Regions from separate parts of the Rattus norvegicus genome. Here region 2 is linked to region 1. Evidence: chromatin contacts called from public Hi-C data. All regions are on one chromosome and are shown on one strand. The core of a region is the stretch at or near the end of the contact, and the rest is flanking DNA. Distances in the headings are between cores, read along the strand shown.

Region 1 (7,015 bases), core at 2,014-4,513:
TACACACATATACACACACATGCACACACGCATGCATGTGTTTTTCTTTTTTTTAATTCCTCTGTGTGTGTGTGTGTGTGTGTGTGTGTGTGTGTGTGTGTGTACATGTGTGTTCCTTAAAAGTCTACAGAGGCTTGGTGACCCTATTCTTATACCCCTTAGCAGGGCTTTTAGGAAGGAAAAGAGGTAGTCCGCAGCCTCAGTGGTCAGCAGCCATGCCTGGGTGGGTTGCACACGGCACACCGGGATCTCTGAAATGCCTAGGCTGTTTACAGCGCCACAGCTGCACCCAAGAATCCTTCACTAATCCAACACAGCTGGTCCTATGCCAGGCTATTCTCCCCGGATTCACCTTCCAGAAAGTGAAAATCGACAGAGGCAGAGGCCATGGAACCCTTGCTGGGGGTTGGCAGCAAGGAAAAGGCACATCAATAATTCCATTCCTTGGCTGCCAATGATTTTACTGTGGGGAAATGGCTGCTGATCCAGCTACATCCGGCTGGAGTCGCATCAAAGCAGCGGATGTCCAGCCAGCCGTCTTTGCTCACACGCAGGTCGAGGCACAGGCCTGGCTAGAAGGCGGCTCCGCATTGCCTCTCCCCGGGCTCAGGCAGTGACACAAGTCACGTGACAGCATCAGTCAGAACAAGTCCCTCTAGACAAGAGACAGCTCTGCAAGAGCCGAGAAGAGCAGGGGCACACGGCTGCCTTCAGCTGAAGTTGTCCAACACTGAAGGTTACAAGGAACAAGTTGTCCTTCTCTTTAGATGACTTCCTCTTGGATGGAACATCCCAGCTTTTCCTGTCAGGAACAAGCCCAAAAAAGGTAGCCGCTGCAGTCAGAAGAGCCTTAGATCCACAGAGAAGCCGTGACCTAACAACGCCCACATGGAATTTTCTGGATTTGCCTAATTTATTTCTTTCTCTCCACCCCCCACTATCATTATTGTTATTATTAGTTCAGCAGAGGTCATTTGAGCTTGGCTTTCCAAATGCTGTCTGGAAAAAACTGCCCAGGCTCTGCGGCTCGGGGCTAAAATGGGCGTGGTGGATGTAGCCGCAGCTCTCAGATTTTTTTTGTTGCAGGTTTTTAACCTGCTGAGACCAGTCCCCTCATCTACCCACAGGCCGCTCAGGAAGTGCTTAGCTCACACTCCAGGATTCGTGTGCCAAACAGCGGAGATAGCGATCTGGCTCGGAACAATTCCAGCCGTAAGCCACGCACTTCCTGACTGCAGAAGCCGAGCCCTGGGGAAAATGGCACCGGTCTGCCTGCAGCCCGCCCCCGCGCGGTGCTCCGGGTGATGCCTGGGAAGCAAGCCTGGAAAATGTCTGTTGACAGCAACGAGCTTGAGAGGCGCTGAATGGGCTGCCAGGAACTGGCCGTTAGCTAGATTTCTACGTGGGATTATATTTTGAAAGAATTGCTTCAGGAATTTTTTTTTTAACTTGGCTGGCGCAGTGAGACATTCAGATGAGGATCCGGGGCCTTCAGTGTAAGCAAAGGCAGGCTTGTAGAATAAGCACAGGACACAGAAGGAAGGCCAACGTGCATTGGGGTTTCCGGTGTCCAAAGTCAGCATCTCAGGCCGTAGGTCCTGAGAATCCAGAATGACTTCCTGCAAGCTCTGCTAGGGAATTTTGGGGGCTGGGGGAAGCTTTAGGCGCTAGTGAGAGAAAGATCATCAGCCTAGCCCCCAGCCCACCTGGTTGGCTGCTAACTCACCCTGGAGTTACTGCCCAGAGCTGGGCTGCCCTCACTCACATGTCCCCTTGGCGTGTTCTCTCGGTTTTCTCGGGCCTCTGCACAAATGCCACGATCTCAGGAAAACCTGTGTTTGATCCATTACCCTGTCTGAAAGGCTTTGGCCCCTGCCTTATTTCCTAACGTTATACATGTTATCACCCCCATTACGGTTTATTTCGTCTAAATGGTAACCATCCTATCAGGAACAAAGATATTCTATTTTATTTGTTTGTTTCTTTATTTTGGGACAGGGTCCCATGCATCCCAAGCCCACCTCAAACTCCCTAGTTGAAGAAGACCTTCAACTTCTCTGATGGTTTTGCCTCCAACACCAAGGTGCTGGGATTCTGGGCACGTGCTAGGACACAGTTCGTAGTTTCTGCAGTCTTCAGGGTTGAACCCGGGGCCTCCTGCATGCCACGCAAGCACTCTGCAAGCTAAGTTACATCTCCAGCCCCTGACGGTGAAGCTCTTCTAGACATTTCTACCCCACCTCACCCCTATCTAACATAGTGAAATGATGACACCCCCCCCAGGAAATTGGAATCCCCCAAAATTGTCATGCTGAGAGAAAGAAAGGATGAAGGCCGAAGGGAACTTGGGTCCCAGAATGCCGGTTCACACATCTCTTGACAGATGGGAGCGGTGAAGGGCGGGGCCACACATTGCTGAGGACTGCTCCGAAGTGCGGAGTGCGTGCTGCTGGTCCTCTTACTAAGCCTGAACTTCATGTCAGGACCCCACAGTGCGCTTGGGAGCTATGGGAGCTCTGTGTTTCTCTTCCTGGTGTGTCCACACTGAATACATCTTTCTCTATCTGCTTCTTGCTGTTATTCGAGGCTCTGATTGGCCTGTGGAGGGGGGTGACCACGCCTAAGTTGCTGGACTGCCAAGCTGTGACCCAAACAACTCTGGTAAGAATACTTGTCCCTCCAGCTAAAACACCAAGTGCAAGAATGTGTATTTTTACTTACAGTTGGGTTCCAGGGTCTTAGGAAAATGCTTTCACGTTAAATTCTAGTAAATATTTACTGAATGTGTGAATGAATCTTACGTTTAAGGCTAACTCAAGCACCAAACCCTAGTTATTTCCCTGAGATAATTATGTGGAAGAATATACCAAGAATGGAGTTATAATCGCCTAATGTAGAAGCAAGAACTGCTTGCTTCCTTATACCTTCAGTTAAAATAGGCCAGTACACCACATGGGGGTTGCAATTCCTACGTGGCGCCACAGGATGGCACCATTGCTCAGTGTATTTTCTCTGGAAAGCAGTCTGGTATCAGAAAATACTCATTCGTCAGCCCTCCTTCCCCTCCTCCTCCTCTCTTCCTTCCTCCTTCTTTCTTCCTTCCTCCTTCTCTCCTCCTCTCTTTCCTCCAGTACACTTAACGTTAAGGAACGCTATAAAAATAAGCCTTTCCAGAAGTTCCGAAAGAGAAGACGCCAAGCAGGATGCGTTGCACAAGACATCTGACAGGATCCATTAGGTCTGTCTTCTCTCTGGCTCAAAGCCCAGAGCCCTGCTGCTCCCAGCCTGAAAAGCAGCACGCACAGGAACGTCAGGGATCGGCTCCCTCCCCTGCCCCGACATCCACCTTGAATCCCTAATATAGACCCATCTCTGCAGCCCCTTCCTACCCTTGGGTCTGACGCTGAGAAACTATCAACAGAGGGGTCTCCCCTTGGGGTTCCATGGCCTTTGGCCTAAAAAAAAATCGTGTGACACCTTTGAGACTGTGGGTGGCGCTGATGATATTTTGTGGTTGGGGAACAAATTCCCAGGGATGGAGCAAGATTACTAAAACAAGAGGACAAAAGGAGCGTCAGAGACTGTGCTAACAGCTGGGGGCTTCCCTTTCCCGGGTCTTAGTGCTTGGGTTTGAAGGCGGTGGTCTGGTTCTAGCTGTTTGCTGGCCTCAGGAATGGGAACCAGTAACCATCTCCAAACAGAGGTTGGGAAAGGAAAATAAACCACACCCCCAGGAATTATGGGTGCTCCCCCCACTTCAGGCTCACTTCCCCTCTTCCAAGACCCAGTCTAACCCTGACACAGTCAAGCTTCGGGGAGCATGAGCAGTGTTCAAGCTAGAAGGTCATTCAGGGTGATGATTAGGGCAGTCATCAATTCCCGAGGCCGGAGAGTGACTCACTTAGCTCTGATGTGCACAGATCAAAGGAGGGTATTTATGGCTTAGACACAGGCCTGCCATTCTTCATCGTAATAAATAATATAAAGTCCTCATTCTGCTGCCGTCTCTACCCCAGCTATCTCTGGGCTGAAATGAACACCCTTCTCTCTCCGCTCTACTCTTTTGCATCTTCAAAAAGGTCAAGACATCTGGCTCTCAGAGACTGGCTGCCACCGTGCCGTGCCGTGGAGAGAGGGGGCTCAAATGCCCTTGTCCCCAGACAAGAGCACAGTCCAGCTGGCTTGCAGCTAGCTCTTCTGAGAACTTACCTTTCTTATCTTGCTTAACTGTGTCTCTCACTGTTTGGGCAGGCTAGAAACCCAGCTTCCATTTGAGAGCTTTATGAACTCAGGAACTGTCATCTCCGCTCCCCAGTCTGTAAAATCTGGATAATTAATAGCACAAAGTCTGGCTCGTGAGGATGACAAGACAGGACCAAGTCTGTTACAAGACAATGCCAGTGAGCTCTGTGCAAGCCTCGACATTCTTGCGGTATTTCCAAGAACTTCGTGGATGCAGCACACACTGATCTGTGTGGCCTCCTCAGTGAAGATGTGCACCCCACACCCCGCCCCAGGACAAAAGACCGACCCTCTTACAGGAACCAAATGGCCGGGAGGTTACGTGGGCACTTCAGACCGAGTCCTACCCAGTTGTGAGGCAGTGAGTGTCTCTGGTGCTTCTGAATGACTTAAGAAGCCACATCTCTGGCTTCTAATCCCTAGATGACAATAGTAGCCTTCTAGTTGTCACCGAAGAAATGTCTCTGATGCTTGTCCGCAGTGGGCAACGGTCACTGCAGAGCTCAACTGTGCCTGCTTGAGTGCTCAGCCCAAAATGGGAAATCTATGTCACCCGCCCACCCCTACCCTTACCACAAGGCTCAGGGAAGAGTGCAGAAGAGGGGGTGTGTGCTGAGAATTCTGGGATTTTGGGTTCTTTTTAAAACCCAGAAATATTATAAGAATATGCTTTTGTTTTAATTCCAAGCATGGTGATATGGGGCAGCAACTGACTATGATGTGCTCCGTGCTCCAGAGAGGCATGGTTTTGTCAGCTGCTGATAGTTTTTGAGATTGTGTGACATTTGGAGTTCTGGGGACTTTTTAGAGGGTAGATAAACGGGTTGTTGGTCATTCAGGGCTGATTGGGCACGGTTTGTTGGTAGTAATGCTCAAAGAGGAAACGACAGAAAAAAATGAAAATCTGGGATATCTTTCTCTCTCTCTCTCTTCTCTGTCTGTCTGTCTCTGTCTCTGTCTCTCTGTCTCTCTGTCTCTCTGTCTCTCTGTCTCCTCTCTCTCTCTCTCTGTGTGTGTGTGTGTGTGTGTGTGTGTGTGTGTGTGTATCCTCTATCCTTCTTTCTCTCCTATTTAGTGATGGGGTGAGACAGGGGAAGCCTACAAGGTAGCAAAGACTGTCTACAGGGGCCCGAGTGGTGTAAGATCCCGGAGGGATGCTGTGAACAGCTATCCTCTGGACAGGATGTGTCTGTTGCACCCATGATTCAGAGCAGCCTTGGCTGTTTCCTTCACCAGATCAAACCAGCTGACTACAGCATGGATGGATGTTACACTGATAAAGCCCCACCCTTTCCTAAGGTGCTCAAGGGACTTAGTGGGGTCATTGGAAGAAGGAGGATCGTGACCCTGGTGATCTGCCTTCCCCTGACTTGGGGGGTGGGGAGCTGGGGTTGAGACAGGGTTTTTTCAGTATAGTCTTGGATGTCCTGGAACATGTTCTGTAGCCCATGCTGGCTGGCTTTGAGCTCAGGGATCCACCTGCCTCTGCCGCCCTGTGCCACCAGTCTCCAGCTTGGTAAACTGTCTTTGCTCAAGTAAATAACCCCTGAGGTGCGCTCATAATCACAGTGGGCTCCGGGGGCAGGGTGGAGGGGGATAAGAAATATACATAAAACATACAAATAGAAAAAGGACTTCTGAAGAGGGTGGAAAAGGGGGTGGGGGAGAGGTAGGAAGGGATGTGGGAGGGGGAATGAGAAGGGAGTGCTGGAACTAAATGTTGTATACCACCATGGCTGGCTTTAATGCCAGTCCTAACTATTAGTCTTAGCATTCTGATCACAGATTTTACCCCACTTAGTAACAAAGTTCTCAGTGTTACAGAATGGCTACCAAAGGGTTAAAGAAGTTGCAGTGTCCAAAGGAGCCTGACCAGAACCAGAGCTGCCACCATGCAGGGTTAGATATTAACACACATGGTTGGAGGAAGTCTTCATATGACTTCCAGAACCTTCCAGTGGAGGGGAAGGCACCAGATCTGAATAGACAGACAGAAAAGTAGGCGGATGGATAGTAATCTAAGAATTTCCCATCAGGCACTGGGCAGCGTGCAGAGCTGAAACCACGGGGACACTTGGGAGTTCTTTCTCAGTCCCTTGATGCAGACATGGTTGGGTTCGGGTCACAGTGTTAACTGCCTTTCTGTGGGGTCCAAGTGTGTCTTGGCGACTTTCCTATTGCTGTGATAAGACACCATGACTAAGGCAACCTACGGAAGAGTGGGTTTGTTTGGGACTTATAGCTTCAGAGAGTTAAGAGTCTGTGACCATCACGGCAGGGAGCATGGCTGCAGGTAGGTATGCATGGTGCTGGAGCAGAGCGGAGAGCTCATGTCTCGAGACAGAACCCCAAGACGGAGCTGACTGGGAAGGGAATGGGTTTCTGAAACCTCAAAACCAGTGACACACCTCCTCCAACAAGGCCACGCCTCTTCATCCTTTCTAAACAGCTCCAGCAACTGGGGACCAAGTATTTAAATATATGAACTATATACATGAGGGCCATCCTCAGTCAATCCACCACAAAGTAAGGCCACTGCAAACTTGGCGTTGTTCTGATATGTTCCCTAAGTTTTGGGGCCTGGTTTCTGACATGGTTCTAATATACTCATGCGCCCACAGGTTCCCAGCCTGCTTAGATGAGCTTATAGTTGGTGCCTTTTTGTTTGTACCCATGAATTATTGGTCAGCACCTAAGAGTTTGCTCAAGAAAGGTCTTGGCATTTATGTGCCCAAGTGTAATCCAGACGGACTCTGCCTCTGACATCACACTC
Region 2 (6,724 bases), core at 2,671-5,170, 180 kb after region 1:
CCGGGTGAGAAGTTGGATCTCCTCATCCAGGAGTCTTCAGACCTGCCCTGAACTCACCTGAAGAAAAGGAAGGGCATCCCCATGACTTCCTAACTTTTGCCACTTAACGTTCTTTGCGTCAAGACAAACACATCCGTGCCCCTTTCCAGGACCCAGGATCAGGGTCACAAGCTGTCATCACTGTGGACATCTTGGGGTAGGAATCTGAGGCACCCGCAGCTGGATTCGTCCTAGAATTTGGGAAAGCAATTGGGCTCTATCGGTCTCAGTCATGACAAAAAACATCCACGTTTAGCTTGCCTAAGCCAAAACAGGGAACGGGAAGCTCACAGGGCCGGAAAGCCAGGGCAATACAGGTCAAGGGGTCAAAGGCTGGCTCTCCATGCCTTACTTACCACCTCCCCTCTTCACTCCTCCAGAGATGCACAGCCCTGATTCTCACCTTCACGAGCTTCCTTAAGGGCCTCCGAGAGATGCCCATGACATTTCCCCCATTAAACCACGCAAAAAAAAAAAAAAAAAGCATCTGTCATGGCACAGGCTGTGGGCAAGTCACGAAGGGCCACTTGTCATCCCTCCTACGGCCCACCCCCACCCCATGCCCTCAGCGCATCTGTCTCCAAGAGAAGGATGGACATTGCTGCCTGGCGGGCTGAAGCAGCAGCCACAACAATTCTCTCCGTGGCTGTTATTTTCAAACACGAGAATCATCCCATCTCTGGGTAAAAATAGAGCCAAACGCTCCTAAGTAGGAAAAGAGTCTGGGAGGAGGAGGAAGCTGCCAAGAGCAGCCACCCAGCAAATAAAGTTGTGTGCTGGCACAGACCGGGCCTCCTGAGGAGCAGTCTTGTTTGCTGTGCTTGCCGCCCACTGGCTAAGGCAGCCGAGAGGGACTCAGCTCTGAAGCCTATTCTGAGAGCAGGCCAAGACGGCCTGGCTCTGGAAGGGCCAGCTTCCCACAGGTTTTGGGGCTCTCTCCACCCAACCTGGCCCTCCTCCTAAAGGTTACTCTTGCAGCCAGTCTGCCCTAGCCAGTTGGGATTCACTCCTGCCTCAAGCACTCAGCTAGGTGGGTTATCTCTCTATCCTGCCTAGCAGAGTACTGTCCAGACCTCCAGCAAGAGGGGTGTGGTCCAGCACCACACCCTCCCCGTGAGGCAAGACACTGCTAGCTTAGACATACCCAGGGCAGAGGCCTCATCCGCCGCCTGACCCCTACGTTGAGTTCATCTGTCTTGTTGACTGGTTGTCTTCTCAACTGGGGATCTTGCTATCGATCTTCCGGCCTCTGCCCGCCGAGAGCTGTGATTACAGGTGCGTACCACCGTGCCCAGCCTCTCTGCTCCCTTCTTAAGGCACAGATTCTTAATACCCACAGATATTTGTCACAGCCAGTGACAGTTGCAGTGGGTCGGTGTGAGCACAGGCCAGTGGGCAACGAGTGGGAACGATAACAGCAGCACAGCAGACACCGACAGAGGCCACGCTGACATGGAAGGGAGTTAGTCACTGCTGAGAAGTTGTTACAGGCCAGGCTCTGGCCACTGCACACACTAATGCCCTTGTTTATCTGTACATTTCCAGTGTACAAACACCCCTCGGGACCTGTCTTAATCACAATGTTTCTTACTGTGGCAAAACCCAGCAAGCACTATCAGTCATCTCCAAGTACCTCCAAGACATCACGAACCTGATGTCATGCACTGGCATGGCACTGTGGTCTTCTTGTCCACAACACCTAGGCCACTCTAATCCTGAGGAGGCAACAGATAAGCTCACACTGAAGGGCATTCTGTGAACAACCAATACTGCCCAAAAACATCGGTCACGAGAGACGCGGAAAGATAAGGGAAGACTGAGGAGCAGGCAGGAGGCCACGAAGAAAACAAAAATGTCATGTGACGCTTTAAGTAAGGTGCTTAAAGCAACGACCAACAGACTGTGGAGAGAAACACGTGAGAATTAGCACACGGTTAAAGAAAGCTGGAGAGAAGCACACAGATATTCTGTACTGTTTTTATGACTTCTCTGTATCAGAAATTAATCTAAAATAAAACAACTTTAAGGGCAGCTGTCGAGATGGCTTGGCAGATAAGGCACTCAGTGCCACAGCAGAGGACTGAGTTCAGTTCCAAGCTTCTACATGTTGGCTCGGAACTGTAACTCCGGTTCCAGGGGGTCTGGCACTTCTTCTGACCTACTTGGGCTCCTACAGGATGTGGTGCACATACATATGCTCAGGCAAGTGTGTGTGCATGTGGGGTGTGTGTGTGTGTGTGTGTGTGTGTGAGTGCATGTGTGTGTGCACGTGAGTACATGCACACACAAGTACTTTTTAGAAATTTAGGGGCTGAATAGATGACTCAGCACTTAGGAGAACTTGCTGTGTGGGCTGGAAAGATAACTTCGAGGATAAGAAAATTTGTTGCTCTTGCAGAAGACCTGGATTCTAACACGCGCATGGTAGCTTGGGACTCTCTATTAACCCCAGTCTGGACACCTTCTTCTGACCTTTGTGAACTCCAGGCATGCACATGGTGTGCAAACATACACGAAGGCAAAACACTCACACGCGACATATAGCAAGATAAATAAACATTATTGATATATTTTAAAGACCATTTCTTGCAAAGAGCCAGTTCAGTTCCCAGCACCCATGTTGTGTTGCTCGGAACTGCTTGTAACTCCAGCTTTAGAGGATGATGGCCTCTCCTGGCCTCTGTGGGAACCTTCACTCAGAGGCACACGCACACGTGTTAAAAAGACAAGAGGAAATTTTACATTTACGATATTTAGCTCACTGGACTGGTCTACTGGCAATGAAAAGGTGCCCTGGGGTGAAATAAAACATTCTTTTAAATTTTCTGACACATTTTTAAAACACGACACAGGTGCTCTCTCGCTCCCGCTCTCTCCCCACTCGCCTCACCCCTACGTGTTCAGGGCCGGCCTCTACTATTCTACTTCTCTATGTTCTCTCTGTGTCTGTCTCTCTGCCTTTCTCTGCCTCTATTACCCTCTCAACTCCCCTCCCCATACCCTGAATAGACTCTATTCTATACTCTGAGAGAGAAAAAAAAGCATGCCACAGGAGTGGTTTTTGTTGTTTTGTTGAAACAGTGTCTTGCTTGGTAGCTCAGGCTGGCCTCACAGCAAGTGCCAGTACGGCGAGCGACCTTGCTTTTATCTGCTTTGTCCTCAGCCAGGATCATCCCTGGAGCTGAGTTTGTATCCAACTGCGGGGGCAGGAGCTAAGCACTTACAGAAGTCCTTCTCCCACTTCTGGGAGCTGTAGAGCCGGCCTTCAAGCGAGCCGCGCCCCTCCCAGAGAGCCGCGCCCCTCCCAGCTGGAGAGCCGACTGAGGAGAAGAGGGCTCCCCAAGAGGCTGCTTTGCATCTTGTTTGTCTTATTCTTGGATCCGGCAGGTCTCCCTGAGTAAGTTCCCTAGCCTTCCAGACGGTACACCAGCACCCCACCCCCCCTTCATTCCTTCTATGGTGACTCACTTGAAGCTTTTGCGGTGGGATAAATACGGGCATTTCCCACCGAGTTTAAGCCCCGTAACGCACCCTCCAAAGCCTGCCGCTCATTTCTCATTTCCCACAAGACAAAAACAAGAACGTGAGACTGTTGCTATGCGAGCGGCTCACGTGTGCCCACATTTGATTACTGTCTTTATATCTGTGTGCCCGGGCTCCTCCAATCCACCAGCCAGGAGGCCAGATCCCGTCGCCAGAGAGTCTGAGGGCGCCTTCGCCGCAGCTTGGAATGCGGGCGGGCGCCGGAGCCTGAGCCTGTGCTGGGTCTCTGTCCAGGTAGGAGGTTTCCCACAGCTTCCCCTTCGCTGGCCCTGTGTTCTGCCAGCACAGCTCTACATTTCCAACTTCCCTTCTCTACCCAGCCGAGTACAGACAAGCTCATCCCCATCTCAGTCCTGCACCATGTTTTGCAACGCGGAAGAAGGTATTCTGACCCTAGCTGCCTCCAGCCCTTGGAGAGAGAGCTACAGAGGATCCTCAGGGGTCTGTGGCACAGCTGCATGGAGGAGACACAGTCTGTTGAGGTCCTTCCTGGGCAATTCAGTTGTCATCAACAGGGTAACACAAAAGCAGATGGCCATCTCTACAGTACAGTCAGGGATGGGACAGCTCTGGGGCGTCTCTGTCAGACAGTCAGAAGAGGCACAGCTCTTCTACTGCAGAGGATAGTGGATGCTGACCCTAACCAGACAGGCGCCTACATGTCAAAAAGGAATGCAGACTCATCCAAGTGACACAGAACTTAGAGATCAAGTTCTTGCCTTGATCTGAGGGGACAGTAGCCTTAGTCCAGAGCTATGCAGAGCTAAGGCACTCACCCCATCCCCATGCACCCCATCCCCTGCCTACTAGGTAAGAACATTCTCAAGGTAAGGAGGGGTAGGCCTATGCTTTTGTGGTAGAATACCTGCCTAGCATTGATGAGGATCTCCAGGCTTAAAAAAAAACAAAAATAGGAGGGGGTGGGGGAGGAGGAAAGAGGAGGAGACGGTAGTGGAGGAGAAAGCCAGACAAGTTATTTTAAAATGGACACTTCCCATTTTCATACCAAGTGCTCCTTGGCTGTAGGGCATTGGAAAGAGAGGGCTGGCCAGGACTGGCCAGGATGGAGACAGGGTCAGAGGCCACCGCTGGGCTTCATGATACCAGAAAACTCACAGCAGAGACATGTGGGACCCCTCAGTCCCACTGCACTTAGGGAGAACGCAGACATTCTGCAGAGGTATCTATCACCTAGGAGTACTGGGAAGTAAGGTCACCCACGCTGGGCAGCGGGTGAGGAGTACGTGTGGAAGGTTGGCTTGTTGGTTTAACAGCCTCTCAGGACAGAAGACTCAACAATGAGACTGACCGAAAGGAAATGCGTATTTTAAAAAACGATCTAGAAATGGTTACGTGTCATGTGTCCAGAGACAACCCTGGGGAGCAAAGGAGAAATGAGGCATCCAAGGGTAAGGCTGTCAGCGGGATTAGTGAGTCAACGGAGGAACGAAGATTCCAGATAGTGAACATCACCACCGCAGAGTTTCTAGGTGGCGTAGTCGATGCTGTGAACCAATGACGAGTGAGTACTTCAGCTGAGGAAAGTAAGCGGAGGGTTTGCCTCCCCTTACAGTAAAAAGACCCCAGGATACTCGAGCTCGGGCCTAATGGAGATGGCACCGCCAGTTTCTCCAAGACTTGGAGTTCTCTCGGTTTAGGGGTGGAAGGGAGAACACCGGTCAGAAGACGTAGAGGGCATTCCAAGGAAGCTCCCGGTGTGGGGGCAGCGGAGTGAAGAAGCAGACCCCTGGAAACGCACGCACGCACGCACGCACGCACGCACGCACGCACGCACTTGCTGGGTCATGGTAAAGCTCAGCTGCGTTCCCGCTGAGCTCCTCCCTAACCTGAGCTCAGTCTGTAGGGTGGGAAGGAAACAAGTTCTAGAGCGTAGATGGCACTTCCAAAACTGAGATCAAAGCCAGGGGCTCCCACCCTGCTTTATCAATGAAAGTAAAGGAAGACACACTTAAATCCCACCAGTTAGAAGGCAGAGGCAGGCTGATCTCTGAGTGAGGCCAGCCTGGTCTACAGAGTGAGTTCTGTGCGGGTCAGCCAAAGCTGCAACAGAAAAACCATGTCTTGAAAAACAAAACACAGAAGACTCGATGAGATCTACCCAGCTGCAGCCTTTCAGCATGGAAGCTGAACTTGGGGTACATTTCCTTTAAATACAAAGCATTTCCTGAGGGGCCGACGGAATCACTCAGTGGGTAAAACCGAGCCAGATTCTGGAAGCCATGTAAAGGTAGAAGGAGAGGACTCCATGAAGTTGTCTTCTGGTGTCATGGTACATGTGTGTGTCCACATACACACCATACAGGACAAAAAAAAATTAGGCTTGTTATGAATTTTTACACAAACTAGTTCTTCATATAAAATGCCAAGATCACTTAGTATTCTCTCCCACAAAAATAACAGCAACCCAATTTGAAATAACTATTAAAGACTATCAGGACTAATTCATTTTCTATCAGGACTAATTCATTTTCACATGAGCTCATAAACATTGACTCCTCAGAAAACAAGACATAGCTGGGGAGTTTTGTGGAATGGGAAGTGAACAGGGCATGTCCTCATGTACCCTGGGCTAACATGAAGCTACCTATGTGGCCAAAGGATGCCTCTGACCCTCTAATATTCCTGCTTCTACCGCTGGAGAGAGCTGGGACACAGGCCTGTGCCACTACACCCCAAGTTTATGTTGCCCTAGGGTTTACTTCCGGGTCTCTTGTGCATAACAGGCAAGCTCTCTACCTACTGATCTACACCCCAGGTCCTGGAACATGTTTTCAAAAGGCCAAAATGGGGAAAGAAAAATGTCTACAGCTAGGCCTGGTTTCACAACCTTGAAACCTCAGCATCTGAAAGCTGGGGCAGTAGGGTCGGGTAACAGTTTAAGGCCACCTTAAGCCACTAAGTAAAACAAAAAAAAAAATTGTCATGGTTCAACCAACACTCTCTTAAGTAGTGGATCTGTTTTAAGAATTCTGGCCACACTCCTTCCCCCTCCATGTCTAGTCCATGCACTCATGTTCCCAGACAACCCAAACCAAGGACAGGGTATGAGTTTTTATTCTGTATACCTTTCATAGAGAAAGGTAGCAGACATGGGTGTTCCAGACCAGGGTTACTCAGTCCA

The links. A called contact is a pair of places that touch in the nucleus more often than the background predicts.
Region 2: a Hi-C map of the A7r5 cell line shows a contact between it and region 1, with 2.3 times the contacts expected there. The contact joins two enhancer-like sites. A contact is called at or near these places in 3 of 12 Hi-C or Micro-C datasets (the A7r5 cell line, liver and prefrontal cortex).

Annotation. Positions count from the first base shown.
Region 1 is chr14:100,824,703-100,831,717 of GRCr8, forward strand. No RefSeq gene overlaps it. Among named protein-coding and RNA genes, the nearest start is that of Rpl28l3, 62 kb to the left of the region's middle. Within about 2 kb of position 3,264, at least 61 of the 93 cell types and tissues checked have an H3K27ac peak or open chromatin away from gene starts, as enhancers often do. A contact at or near this core is called in the A7r5 cell line, where this site is marked.
Region 2 is chr14:101,002,426-101,009,149 of GRCr8, forward strand. No RefSeq gene overlaps it. Among named protein-coding and RNA genes, the nearest start is that of B3gnt2, 29 kb to the right of the region's middle. Within about 2 kb of position 3,921, at least 50 of the 93 cell types and tissues checked have an H3K27ac peak or open chromatin away from gene starts, as enhancers often do. A contact at or near this core is called in the A7r5 cell line, where this site is marked.